Linked DNA regions of Gossypium arboreum: all the other regions are linked to region 1. The links are chromatin contacts, called in public Hi-C maps. All regions are on one chromosome and are shown on one strand. The core of a region is the stretch at or near the end of the contact, and the rest is flanking DNA. Distances in the headings are between cores, read along the strand shown.

The links. A called contact is a pair of places that touch in the nucleus more often than the background predicts.
Region 2: a contact with region 1 is called in a Hi-C map of leaf, with 2.6 times the contacts expected there. The contact joins the enhancer-like site here to the promoter of LOC108454189 in region 1. A contact is called at or near these places in 2 of 5 Hi-C or Micro-C datasets (both in leaf).
Region 3: a Hi-C map of leaf shows a contact between it and region 1, with 3 times the contacts expected there. The contact joins the promoter of LOC108456834 here to the promoter of LOC108454189 in region 1. A contact is called at or near these places in 2 of 5 Hi-C or Micro-C datasets (both in leaf).

Annotation. Positions count from the first base shown.
Region 1 is chr9:54,259,361-54,262,060 of ASM2569848v2, forward strand. It overlaps LOC108454189, which reads right to left and starts at 1,283. Exons shown (of 9, transcript XM_017752564.2): 1 at 812-1,283; 2 at 124-185. The coding sequence starts at 907. It overlaps LOC108454663 (a long non-coding RNA gene), which reads left to right and starts at 1,671. Exons shown (of 5, transcript XR_001866755.2): 1 at 1,671-2,012.
Region 2 is chr9:54,477,141-54,479,936 of ASM2569848v2, forward strand. No RefSeq gene overlaps it. Among protein-coding and RNA genes, the nearest start is that of LOC128280512, 4.0 kb to the right of the region's middle. Within about 2 kb of position 1,456, at least 2 of the 2 cell types and tissues checked have an H3K27ac peak or open chromatin away from gene starts, as enhancers often do. A contact at or near this core is called in leaf, where this site is marked.
Region 3 is chr9:54,499,428-54,502,127 of ASM2569848v2, forward strand. LOC108456834 (pentatricopeptide repeat-containing protein At5g19020, mitochondrial) reads left to right here and starts at 1,321. Exons shown (of 4, transcript XM_017755536.2): 1 at 1,321-2,700. The coding sequence starts at 1,415.

The DNA.
Region 1 (2,700 bases), core at 33-2,532:
ACATCAATTTATATTAGATTTATTATATTCATATATTACCGAATCAAATGAATTACATTCAAGTAGATGACATGATAGATGCTAACGGAAGCCAAAAAAAATACAGGATTTCACGGGACTTACAGCACAAGTGGACCCCAAGGTCCAAGATCCTTGTCAACCCATAACAAAAAATCCTTCAGAATCTGCAAGAAAAACTTATTTTCATCAACATAACAACTGAGCTTAATTTAAACACCAACAGCTAACATTGGGAAAGCGGGAGAGAATCAGAATCCTTAAGAATTCAGCTCTAAGAATTAATGCTTTAGCTAATTTTGTAGTCCCCCTCATAACTCTTTCATACATTGTCCCAGCTTTGCAATTTGTACTAGTTTCAGAAAAGGAACACAATTAGACAAATACATTGGGTTCAAAAGTACAGCTTGGTAGCATATCAATCGTGAAACCTAAGACCAAAATCACAAGTTTGCACTTATAACCTCAACCCCAAAATGTGCCACATAGGTAACTCATTTGAGTAGAAAACCCAACATTCAAATCTTCAATCGATATAAACATCCAAAAATCCATAAATGATTAACCAAAAAGGTCAAAACAGGAAAGCCCCGGATTAGAAAAAGCTCAAAAAGAAAGAACAAAATTAGTAAAAGAAAAACCCTACAAAATTAACAAATTATCAATCAAAAAGAGAAAACAACAAATACCCAGATCGGAGAACAAAATGAAAAAGCAAAATTAAGAAAAAAAGAAGAGAAAAATAAACTTCACCCAGATCAAGGAAACGTGTAAATAGGTAGAAAAACCAAACCTTTTCAACAGGGAGGGTGAAACAAGCGAAAACAATAGCAGCAATAAGGAGGAGAAGAAGAGTGATCCTGAGAGAGGAACCCCAGGTGAAAGCCATTGAGAACCTTCGACGCCAAGGCCTACACTCTTCGTCTTCGTTGTCAATATCGAGGATCTCTTGTTTATGGGATGAACGAGCCCTCAATCCTTCTAAGGTTGCCAGATTTGGCAAAGTTAAAAAGGAAACAGAAATGAAAAGAAAAAAAGAAGAAAGAAGTGGGATTTTTCTAGCTTTGTGTTTGGTTTTTTCCTATAGCGGTTTTAGCCTAACAAACACTCAAAAGATTTTTGGGATTTTGTCTGATTGCTTTTATTTCAATTGCTTTATTGTGTAGTTTTGGGTATTGAATAAGCTTAAAATTTTGGGATAGGATTGAGAATTGCAACTCAGTAGGTAGCATCCTTTTCTTAGTCTCTTAAACATGCATACTAAAGACACGATTAGGGTGAAAATTACCTAAAATTAATTGAAAATTTATCGATAAATTAAATAGTAAAAGTTTCCATAAAAAAGTTAACTTTGGTAGAAATAGTACTTTTTTTAATTAAGGTGGTTTAGGTTGAATTTTTTATTGATTATATATATAAATATAAAAACATCTTTGTAATAAGATAATAAGGTAAAAAATCTTTTAGTCTCTCTCAATTTGAAATTAAACAAATTGATTCTTTTAAAAAATAGAGAAATTTAATATGTTTCGATTTTAAAAGTAAACAACCAAGAACAATTAATTATAATGTTAATATCTTCTATCAATTATACATAATTTTATTAATATAATAATAAATTTAGCCTTCAATATTTACATATCACGCATAAATAGCGAAACTATTCCAGGATGATTTGGTGATAAGCAGCTATTCATTAGTTTAATTTACCGAATCCTCCATTCGACAGAATTTTATTCATCTCCCATTCCGCCTCCACCCATAATAGCCATTCCCCACCTGATCTAAAGAATAGCAATACAGAGCCTCTACCGAATAAGAAAAAAAACATAACCTCCCATTCTTGCCCTTTACCATTCTCCCTCAGCAAACACCTCAAGCCACCACACCTCAACCTTGTCTCATAGTTCTCGTTTAGTTATTGTTATCCCAGGACCATCATAGACAAAGATCTCGACATTGTAAAAAGCTTCCCCAAAGTTGAGACGAGTAAGGTTATTATTCCCCTCAATCTCACCTCCATTTTGAGAATTTCATCTCTTTGCTTCTCTGCTTGTATTTCACTAGAAGGGACCTGCGAAATAAATGAGTTTTCGAGAAAAATTGGTCGATTGGTTGATCTGATTATTTTAGGGCAATTTAGGGTTAGAAAGCTAGCTTAGTATTTTCGAATTGTTGGGCATTTCTGTTTATTGTAAGGGATTTCAGGTTGCTTGTCTCAATAGTAAGGGATTTCAATTTTAGGTTGGAATTTGTTGTTTGTGGTAAATGGGTTGAAGGGGATTTGGATTTTGAGCTTTGAATCAGTTACAGAGTTTTTGAGCAAGAAAAAGAAAAAGAAAACATAGGCGTGGGAGATGGGGAAATCGTTTTACTAGTAAATTTGCCATTGCTTTGCTTCTTTTTTTTTTTCAATTTTGATTCTGAAATATTGGGCTAGTTACAGTGTAAGCTGAACAAAGCATTTCAGTTGAGAAAACCATTGAAGTTAAATTAAAGAGAAACTCGACATATGTGCTAATACGCTTTGTTTATTTTTGAATCTTAATGCTTAGAGAATCATAAGTTGCATAGATATTTAGCTACTACATCGGGTTTTAGATAAAGATTTAGCTATTCCGCTATGTTTAGTTATGTTTTCAAAAGTTTTTTCTTGTTTTAACATGCCTTTTTCTTTGGCTT
Region 2 (2,796 bases), core at 206-2,705, 220 kb after region 1:
CTACATGGGACACATGCTCGATAAAGCCCACCACTTCTTCTCCCCATGCTCGATCAATATAGCTCGAAAGGGCTTCTTAAACTTCTTGGCTCGTGACCGAGTGATTGGACCTAAGGGCAGCTCAATGGGATCGGCAGCAGCTTCCTTGGCCATGATCACATCAGAAGTTGTGTATGAGGTTGGAGTTTTTATCCTTTTGGTTTAATTTACTTCTATTTCAAATTTCTATATCCTAATTTGCATTTATTTGTTTAATTTTGTTATACTTTTATCCCCCTTTGTTTATTTACGCAGGTTTGCACAAGTCTTGGGCACAAAATTGCCCATGACAAAATCTGGTTGTGCTAAATCATAAAATAATCAGTTCAATCTTTGTGAGATCAACCCTACTTCTTTGACTATGAATTTAAATTCTATTTTAGGAGTAGGACCTTTTATTTTTAGTAGATTCGACACCCATCACTTAGTTCAATTGGCATTGTTGTTATTGCAACAATCATGAGTATGGATGCATCCAACATTCATGGAAGTATTAGTGGTTTTCAAGATTATATATCCATAGTGGAATGAGCAGATGGTAGGGCAAAGGATGTCAACTTTGGAGTGGTGAAAGAATTGACAAAATCCACCCTTGCTTCGCTCCATTTCCATCCCTATGAACATGATATGAGTACCCAAATATCTCCAAATCTATGAAATTACAAATTATTAAATTATCAAAATTTGTATAAATAAAAAAATAGCCGAAATTCAATTTTGAAAATGAAATAATATAAAGGCCAAAACATACTATTTGTCAATGTACTGTGCATACGTTGAAGATTGAATCTTTGTACTCTAGTTTGGTCAATTTCAATCCTTCTACTTTTTTTAATTTTGAAATTCCAATCCTAATCTTAACGATAGTAGTTAAATCTATTAGATCAAGTTCTACTGTTAGTCCCATACTATGCATAAACTATGGATTTAGTTACTAATCTTCAATTTGATCATTGTTAATCCATATATGTTTAGAATTTTATAATTTCAATCCCGAATAAAAATTATAACTGTTAAATTCATAAATTAAAATAGTATTTTTATGAGTAATATATGAAATTAGTAAGTTGATGGGATATTACACACGTGATAAATATGTTTGTTATATAAGATCTTAGATATACCAGAATTTGAGTTAACAACTTTAACAAGTACAATTTGAGTTTAGATTGAAGCGTTAAAATTTAAAAATATAGAAACTAAAAAATTAAATTAAAAATTATAAACTAAATCCACATCAAAGAAAAATATAACCTAAACCCTACACATGTAAACCTTGAATTTTCTATAAGATTTTGCAACAAGAAAGACCAAATGCATTAGCAAATCCAACATTGAGATTACATGAGCGAAAGATAAGTTGGCATTAAGAATTGAGTAGTACGGCAGCCATTATTGGGGAAGTTAAAAGAATACCAACCCACTACCCACCACTCACCAGTCACCACCCACCACGAGAGGGAACCAACTTCATTGCTTCAACCAGTCATTATACCCACAACAGTGAGAAAGGATTGGTGAGTTTTAAATTCTGAAATCTGAAACGAATAAGTCAAAAAGCATTGCTCAATGTTGGAATTTTGTTGGTTGTTTTTAGGTAAAAAATAATATGAGATTCACCACTCTCGTATTGCTCTTTCTCAGGAAACTTCTGATTTTCATTCGGTTACCCTGCCCATTTCATAAACAAAAAAACAAAAAAAAAGGGGACAACTACTTCATAGAAATGGTTGAAATTAATTTTTATACTCTTAACTAGATTAATTTAACCTTTCTACTAATAAAAAACTAAAATAAAACTAAAATTTAGCACAATTAACATTTATTATAAATAAATTTAATTTATTATATAACATAGTTAATATTTCTAAAGTTGTTAGGGTTTTATAAATAAATTTTTTTTCTGACTTATGGATGTAAAAATCTCTCAAACTTTTTTTAAAAAAAAAATAATTAAGCCTCTCCTTTTTTTTTTTTGCACTCAATTGAGCACTTGAACTTTTAAAATGCATCAAAAAGGCCCTCAAACTTCTTCAATAAAAGCAATTAAGCCCTGTTTTTTTTCACTCAATTAGGTACTTAAACTGTCAAATTGCATAAAAAAGACCCTCAAAATTTTTCAAAAAAACAATTAAGCCCTTGCTTTTATTAAAATTATAAAAATAATAAATTTTATAAAATTATTAAATTTTAATAAAAATTAAAAATTGTAAAATTTTATAAAAACAAAATTTATATTTCTTTACATTTTGTATAATTTTCTTAGGACTTTATAAAATTTTATAAATTTTTTATATTTCTATATATTTTCTAATTTTTTACGATTTTATAAAATTTTATAATTTTTTATATTTTTTACGATTTTATATTTTTTCTAATTTTTAATATTTTAATATTTTATTAAAATTTAATAATATTTATATCTTTTATTGTTTTTAATTTTTTATAATGTTTTTCTAATTTTAATAAAAGCATGAACTTAATTGCCTTTTTTTTTAAAAAGTTTGAGGATCTTTTTATATATTTTGAAAGTTAAAGTATCCAATTGAGTGAAAAAAAAAAGGTAGGGGCTTAATTAGTTTTTTTTTGAGGACCTTTTAATATATTTTGAAAGTTTGAGTACCCAAATGAGTAAAAAAAAGAGTTTAATTTTTTTAAGTTTGTGAACTTTTACACCCTTAATTTTTTTTTTGAGTTAAATTGAAAATGAATAATTTTATATAGTTTTTAAATTGTAAATATAACATTTAGATTTTT
Region 3 (2,700 bases), core at 71-2,570, 240 kb after region 1:
GACTTAGTAAATATGCTATTGATTTTGTGCCATCCAAAGCTTAAAGTTGCAAATGATTTCTATGTAGTTTATGTGATGAACTCAGAGTACAGCTTGTATCACATCGAATTTCAGAGTTTTCTGATTTAGTCGAGCAAGCAAAAATGGTGGAGTAAGCTTTAGGTCTTGATAAGAAGACTGAGACTACGTGAGTTGTTGGAAAACGGACAGGAGCTATTAGTTCGCATCTGCAACCAAAGCGAACTAAAGATTCTAGTGGTAATTGGAAATCGACATATAAGTCTGATAGATCTGACAAAAATCAAAATCGACAACCGACTATGTCTGTGGGCAGTGTGCGAGGCTCGTCTTGAGATGTTGAGATACCTAATTGCGAGCACTATGGGAAGAAGCATCAAGGTGAATATTGGAAATTGACCCAGACTATTTTCGTTGTGGATAGTTGGAGCATTTCGCTCGAGAGTGCCCGATAGGTGATAATGCTACTCCTGTCACTACTCAGAAGTCTGCACCTGCGGCCAGGGGTTATGGAATTAGTTATGATGGTTTTGTTTCTAGAAGTGGTGCAATAAAGAGGAATGATGCCATTACTCATCAGTCATAGGCCAAAGTGTCGGTTTTGGCATACGTTGTACGAACTCGCGAAGAGGGTGACGCTACTGATGTTGTAGCAAGTATCTTTTTATTATATTATGAGCTTGTTTTTGCTTTGATAGACCCTGAATCTTCATACTCTTATGTTAGTTTTAAATTGGTCAAATCGAAAAGTTTAAAATTTGAGATGTCTGAAGTATTTATGGTTATGTCGAATTTAAAGAATGTCTTTAAATAATAAGTATATTAGTGAATTTATTAGATTGACATAACTATTGGTAATTAATTAGGAAAATTATCTTATAAATACAATTTTATTTTATTTAATATTATTGAAATATTTAACACAAAATTTATAGTAAAATTAATTTTCGTAAAATACATTTATAAATATGTTTCCCAAATTTAGTTATGGCTTAATATTTAATATAACTTTCTATATTGCATCTTCTTTTGTACATATATATATATATATATATATATATATAAATATATTGTAAGTAATTACCACATAACTAAAAGGTAATACTATAAATTTTCATAAAACTATTTCAATTTTCTCATATTATAAAAATTAAACTAACTTAAATATAACATACAATCACAACTTTAATATATGGACTACAACTAACTTAAATATGTTTTAGAATGCAAATAAATATTATAAATGTGTATTTTATTATTAAATTATTATTAATTAATCAAAAATAAACAACCCTTGGCGAGGTTTAAATTTTCTTCAGCTCTACTAAAGGACGCAAACCCCACACTCTTTTTGGTTTTCAGAAAGAAACGGCTCTCATGCTAATCTCTCAATCTCATGTTCAATTCTCTCAAACCAAAATCTTGTTGGCTGCACAAATGTCTCTCCACTTCAGCACCTTCTTCCAAACCCCACCACTACGACCTCCTTCTCATCTCTTCCTTAAAATCCGCTGCAACTCATTGCTCTATTTCTCATGGCCGAATAACCCATTGCCTCGTAATCAAATCAGGCTTCGCTTCCAACCCTTTTATCTTTAACACCTTGATAAACATGTACGCCAAGTGCGGCTTCCTTCGAGACGCTGAACGTTTGTTCTCTTCTTCTCCCAACCTGGACCCTGTTTCTTACAACATCATGATTTCTGGGTATGTAAAATCTGGTCGGTTTCATGAAGCACGTAGCCTGTTTGGTCAAATGCCTAAGAAGGGTTGTGTTTCTTATACTACCATGATAATGGGATTTGCTTCAAAGGGCTACTGGAGAGAAGCAATTGGGATTTTTAAGGAAATGAGATATGGTGGTATTTTGCCTAACGAAGTCACGTTGGCAAGTTTGATTTCTGCTTGTTCGGGTTTTGGAGGGATTTCCATTTGTAGGCTGTTACATGGTTTGGCGGTTAAGGTGATCCTTGACGAGTTCGTTATTGTTTCAACCAATTTGCTTCACATGTACTGTGTTTGTGGGAGTTTAAAGGATGGGAGGGATTTGTTTAACCAGATGCTAGAGAAGAATGTTGTTTCTTGGAATGTGATGTTGAATGGGTATGCAAAAGCTGGGGATGTTGAGTTGGCCCGGGAGTTGTTTGAGAAAATTCCCGTGAAGGAAAAAGATGTTGTTTCGTGGGGTACCATGGTTGATGCTTATGTTCAAGTGGATTGGTTAAGTGAAGCTTTAACAATGTTTTGTGCTATGTTACGTGAGGGAGTTGAGGCAAGTGATGTTATGATTGTCGATTTGGTTTCAGCATGTGCGCGTTTGAGTGCGACCCTAGAGGGCTTTCAGCTCCATGGTAGGACTGTGAAGGCAGGTTTTGAATGTTATGATTTTGTGCAAGCAACTATCATTCATTTTTATGCAGCTTGTGGGAGGGTTGATCTTGCTTATTTGCAGTTTGAAGTGGGTGTTAAGGATCATCTTCCTTCTAGAAATGCGGTTATTGCAGGATATATAAGAAATGGAATGATCAAACAGGCGAGACGGTTATTCGATGAGATGGCTGAAAGAGATGTTTCTTCATGGAGCTCTATGATTGCCGGTTACGCGCAGAGTGAGCAACCTAACATCGCTTTACAGCTCTTCCACGAAATGATAGCTTGTGGTATGCAGCCAAACCAAATAAC